2 separate regions of the Canis lupus genome follow, and region 2 is linked to region 1. Evidence: chromatin contacts called from public Hi-C data. All regions are on one chromosome and are shown on one strand. The core of a region is the stretch at or near the end of the contact, and the rest is flanking DNA. Distances in the headings are between cores, read along the strand shown.

Region 1 (2,692 bases), core at 132-2,631:
AATAGATCACAGTGACAGGGTGGTAGAAATGGGGAAAGAAAACTGAATTCCTTCTAAGCCTTCTGTAAAACAACTGAACTTTAAAAGTACTTTTTTCTTTTGCATTCTGCAACAGAACTCCAGAGCTCCTGATATCTCACAAGGCTCCAGGAGTGCATAAGGAAAAACAGGACAGATCAAAAAATATCATAGAATTCCTACCCTCATCAGTCAGAAGAAATGGAATAAATCAACAAGTGGTCCCAGAAATTACACCATCCCCATGATTCGAAAAAAGCCATTTAACTCCCTGGTGATAGATAGTATTCGATCTAAAGAACTGCCTCGATATTTCAAAGGGGATAGCTAAAAGACAGCAGATTACCTAAGGGAAGGGACGGACTAAGTTTCCCACGCCTGTTGGAACAGAAAGGCACACCTCAACACCAAGCCATAGGACAAGAGTTGGCCCAGCCCTGACTTTCCCTGCCCAACCCAAGTGGCCTCAACCTCCCCTGTGCCGCCAAGTGCTGAAACCCGCCAAAGAGCAATAGACTTATCATCTGCCTAGGCCATTCTTCCAGACAGGTAGTCCTGAGAAGGGGTCCCCACTCGCTGATCTGAAAGGCCAAGGTGCCCCCAAAAGCCAACCCCTTCTCACTGCTAGCAAAAGACATCCTGGGGAGAGAGGAGGAAAGTTGTTGGAGAGGGCCAGAGACATCAGCCATGACTCCTGAACAGAAAGAACTCCTTGGACTCCGGAGGGCAGGCAGCGCCATGTGCGGGTCCTCCATCGACCGCACACGTAGTGCCCACCCAGGCACCTAGGTTCCGAGGTCAACTCTCCCAGCCCAGCCCAGCCCAGCCCAGCCCAGCCCGTGGCAAGGCCTTACCCGCTGCAGTGGACTCCTCAGAAGTAGCCCCTGAGCCAGCTCCTGTCGCCTTCTCGCTGTGGCTATGGCTGAAGCTCTGGCCGTGATGCAGGAGGAGCCCCCAGAGGAGCCACAGGGCAACACGGGCGCACACATCCATGACTCCAGGTCTCAGTCAACATGCGCCTGATGTGGACACCTCGGGATCCCAGGGCAAACCCGGGAGCCCAGAAGTGTAGCCGACAGTCCTGGAACCCCAGGCAAGATGCCCTCGAGGCGCCGCAGCTGTCCAGCCACCCGCCGGCCTGCCTCCTCCGACAGCCAAAGGTCAAGCGCTCCAAGTTTGGGCGCGGGAGGAGGGCGGGAGCCTCGGGTCCAACAGCGGGTCCGCGGGAGCTGCGGCGGCCTGAGCGCCGAGTCTGCTCCAGCCGCTTCCGGAGAGTTTGGACACGGCGGCCGCGGGCCGCTGTCAGCTCCGCAGCGGGCTACACCTCTGCGGGAGGAGCGGGCGGGCGGGATCTCCCGGGTACCGGGGCGGGGGAGGGAGGGCAGAGAGGGGAAGAGGGGGGCACCTGGCCTCGCCCCGCCGAGGAGCCGCCGGCAGCACAGGCTCGGGGAGCGCGTGCGACTCGCAGGTCCCCGCGGGCGCGGGCGCGGGCGGCTCCGGGATCCCAGGCCTCCTAGGCCGAGGTCAGCGCCCCCGCCCGGCCCCGTGCCCAGGCGCTCGGCGGTGCCCAGGTTCAGCAGGCGGACGCGCACTGGCCAGGCCCGGGACAGCGGCTCCGCGGCAGGCGGGCGGCGGGGGGCGGGGGGCGGCGCGGGGCGGCGCGGGGCGGGCCCGGGGCGGGCGGGGGCGTGCTCTCCTGCAGGCCCGCCCCGCGCCGCCCGGCCCCCGGCGAAGCCCGGCCAGCCCCAGCGCCCGGCTCCTCCCGGAATAACCTGTTGGAGGCGGCCGCCGCACGCCCCCGGCCCTGGCCCGCACGGGTCTCCGACAGGACCCCGCTCCGCGCCAAGGGTCGGGGCTCGGCCGCCCCTCCGCCCACGGGAGCCTCTCCCGCTCTCCCCGCCCGCCGGTGGGCGGGCCCCGGACACGCAGTTGCTCAGGTAACCCAGGCCTGCGGCGACGGCGGCAGGAACTGCCCCGCCCGGACCTCCGGGCCTCGGCGCGGCTCCACTCGCCTCAGCTCTAGGGCCGGCTTGGGCACAGGCCCCCGGCACAACGACCGCAGCCCCGGGCTGCGGGAAGCCACCGCCGCCGGGCCGGGCTGGGCCGGGCTGGGCCGGGCTGGGCCGGGCTGGGCCGGGCTGGGCCGGGCTGGGCCGGGCTGGGCCGGGCTGGGCCGGGCTGGGCCGGGGGCGCGCTCCCAGCCCCCCACTCCCGGCCGGCTCTCAGGCTCCGCCCTCCCGCCGCGCCGCGCAGCCAATCAGCTTCCTCCTCGCTGCAGTTTCGGAACCTGCGCGCTTAGGCACCCGTGCGCAGCGGCCCCTGGCGGGCAAATCTGGGTGCTGCAGGCGGGACTCGCGCTCCTGGGAGGCCCTGCCCCTTTGCAGAGGGGTTGGGGAGTGAAGCTAGGATCCGCCCCGAGGCAACCCTTTAGGGACTGCAAGTGTTTAGGGAGGAAATGATGCCAGAAAACAAAATGAAACGTCCAAAACACTATAGTTAAAATTGCCCCACACACCACTGAAGTCGGCTAAAGGACTCCATCTGCCTTCCTGACCGCCCCCTCCGCCTCATTCAAGGGAAGTCGGATGCCCTCCCTTTAACTGTCACAGCTCATTTTCCTACCTGCCCCTCAAATCCCCTCCCCTTTGAGGTTTTTGTGGGTAGGGCCTTGGCT
Region 2 (2,692 bases), core at 60-2,559, 74 kb before region 1:
TATTTGTTTGTTTTTGTTTTTATTTTTTGTAGTGTGGTGGCAAGAATAGGTAGTGACCAAGTACCATCCTGCTACAGCCATCCACTCAGCAACCTTTGCTGCCACAGATTGACAAGACTTCCTTCTTCCTGCCCCTTCAGGTTCACCCCTATTCCTCCAAGTTACATGGGATCATTCAATCACACAAGCGGCCCCAAGATAGCCCACTCCAATTATCCTAGTCTAATACTTATTACAGAAAGTCATAAACAAGGAAGCGTCATTTAGAAAGGGCAAAATCAGAAGCCCTGGATGCAAATCATTAGCTGTGTGACAGCAGGTTAGTTAGTAAATCTTTCTGAGTTTTAGTCATCTCTGTTAAATAAGAATAATTAAAAAATCCCACCCAGGGCAGAAGGATATTATTTCCTCCTAAATGCTAAGCACTTCCACTCCATCTGATACAGCAGAGACCCAAGAGGCCAGAGACTACTCATACAGACTCAGGCCTGCACTGCCTCCTAAAAGGGGATGGGCAGATTGCCCTGTTTCCATTCTCTGTCTAGCTGTCTGAGCACTGAAGAAATCACCAACAGGCAGGCTCCTGGGAGCGGGGAGGTGGGGGTAGAGCTGAGGCTCTCTCAGAACTTTGGATCTATTCATAGCCTGGTCACGTGTCCACAGAGGCACAAGACTGTTGTCTGTAAACTTGGTAACCTACGGCCCTAAGCATATAATTTAGGACTAGGGTGTGTTTCAGACCAAACACTGCAGGCGGAGGTCCACTCTAAATAATGAAATGTGGGAACAAACCAAAGCAACTAGAGGTGAGGTGTTGACTATTGACAAGATGTACGAAAGGAAACCACAGAATAAATCCCTCCCCATCCCCAAAGCTAGCTTTATGCTACAGTGGGCCTCTGATGGAGCTTAGCCTTTGCAAGGATATCAATGTGCCCTTGGAAATATCTTCAGATATTCTATTCTTAATTGACTGTATCACCTTAGACAAGTCACTGCTCTCTAGGCTTCTGTTTACACCTGAAATTCAGACGGCTAAGCCAGATGATGCCTATGTCTTTATTAGCATGCTCACAGAACTTCATCTCAAAATCCCAGCCCTGATTTATGAGAACCCAAAGAGAGAAGGATCTCAGGTGTACTGCCCTACACCACCAGCCTCAGCCACTCCACCAAGAAGAGAGGCAAGAACTGGATGAACCAGGAACAAACCATCCCAACTTCTCAAAAATCTAGCACCTCCAGCCTCATAAGGTCATCATCTCATAGCACCCAGGAAGGGGTTACGTAAACATAAGCAAATGACCTCATAGCATCAAAACATGGGTGCTAATTCCCATACAGTTCCTTAAAGGGCAGACCTGAAGCAGAAGTCTGCCTGCTTTAAAACAAAAGAGGAAATAAAGGGCCTGTATTTCCTGTCTTTCCCAATCTTAGAGACAGCATCAGAGGAAAAGCAAAACAGGATATCTGTATAAAACTTACCAATGGTCATAAGTTATTAAGTGGCAAATCTGAGGTTCATATATAGTTCAGTATTTGTGTGTGTGTGCATGCAACTGTCTATGGGTATATGGTCTTTTCTTTATTCCACCAACAAGCTTCATGAGGAAGACTCAAGAAGTGATAGCTTCTGGGCAGCCTGGGTGGCTCAGCGGTTTAAGCGCCTGCCTTCAGCCCAGGGCATGATCCTGGAGTCCCAGGATCAAGTCCCACATCGGACTCCCAGCATTGAGCCTGCTTCTCCCTCTTCCTGTGTCTCTGCCTCTCTCTCTCTCTCTCTCTCTCTCTCTATCATGAATGAATAAATAAAATCTTAAAAAAAAAAAAAAAAGTGATAGCTTCCAAAATGACAAGTAAGCTGAAATGACAAGTAAGCTGTGATACCAGGAAGGGAGTCAAGGTCTTATGAGCACTTTGGGGCTCTGTGAGGTACTCTTCTACACACACACACACACACACAAATCACAATCACACAATTCCAGGGCTAAACTAAAAAATCCACAGAGCAGGGATCCCTGGGTGGCGCAGCGGTTTAGCGCCTGCCTTTGGCCCAGGGCACGATCCTGGAGACCTGGGATCGAATCCCACGTCGGGCTCCCGGTGCATGGAGCCTGCTTCTCCCTCTGCCTGTGTCTCTGCCTCTCTCTCTCTCTCTGTCATAAATAAAAATAAAAATTAAAAAAAAAATCCACAGAGCAGATAAACCAAGTGAGTTTAAAAGATAAAATAGTCCTCAAACCAGGATTACATGTGCATTAACATATCTAAAGAAAAAATGTGTACTTTATCAGGGAGGTTGATCAGCTATGGCAGCTGTGAAAAAGTAAAGTCACAGATACTCACAGATACACATTGGCTAACACACAATTGGATTCACTGACAGAAAAAGCTCATCATTCATTCCTTCCACAAAGGTTTACTGAGCACCTGCTATATGCCAAGCACAATTCTAGGCCCTGGGAATACAGTGGTTCTAACACTCTCAGGGAGAGAGGGAACCAACAAAATTCAACATTCCAGTTGCCTTCCCCTGACCTCGATATCCCTACTGTGAGGTGACTGCATCAGGCTTTTGTAGCCTCTGGATCACCCAGGGTTCCTAGCTGCAAGAATAACTTAGTTTGTAAGTTCAACAACCAAAACCAATTCTGGCTAGTCTAAGCAGAAAAATAACTTCTTAAAAGAGAAG

What was found. Hi-C and Micro-C count contacts between places; a contact is called where the count stands out from the background.
Region 2: a Hi-C map of blood shows a contact between it and region 1, with 2.4 times the contacts expected there. The contact joins the enhancer-like site here to the promoter of STIM1 in region 1. A contact is called at or near these places in 2 of 9 Hi-C or Micro-C datasets (both in blood).

The regions. Positions count from the first base shown.
Region 1 is chr21:26,513,359-26,516,050 of UU_Cfam_GSD_1.0, reverse strand. It overlaps STIM1 (stromal interaction molecule 1), which reads right to left and starts at 1,381. Exons shown (of 13, transcript XM_038568828.1): 1 at 873-1,381. The coding sequence starts at 1,011.
Region 2 is chr21:26,587,093-26,589,784 of UU_Cfam_GSD_1.0, reverse strand. All of the region lies in intron 1 of STIM1 (stromal interaction molecule 1), which reads right to left. Among named protein-coding and RNA genes, the nearest start is that of STIM1, 74 kb to the right of the region's middle. Within about 2 kb of position 1,309, at least 5 of the 20 cell types and tissues checked have an H3K27ac peak or open chromatin away from gene starts, as enhancers often do. A contact at or near this core is called in blood, where this site is marked.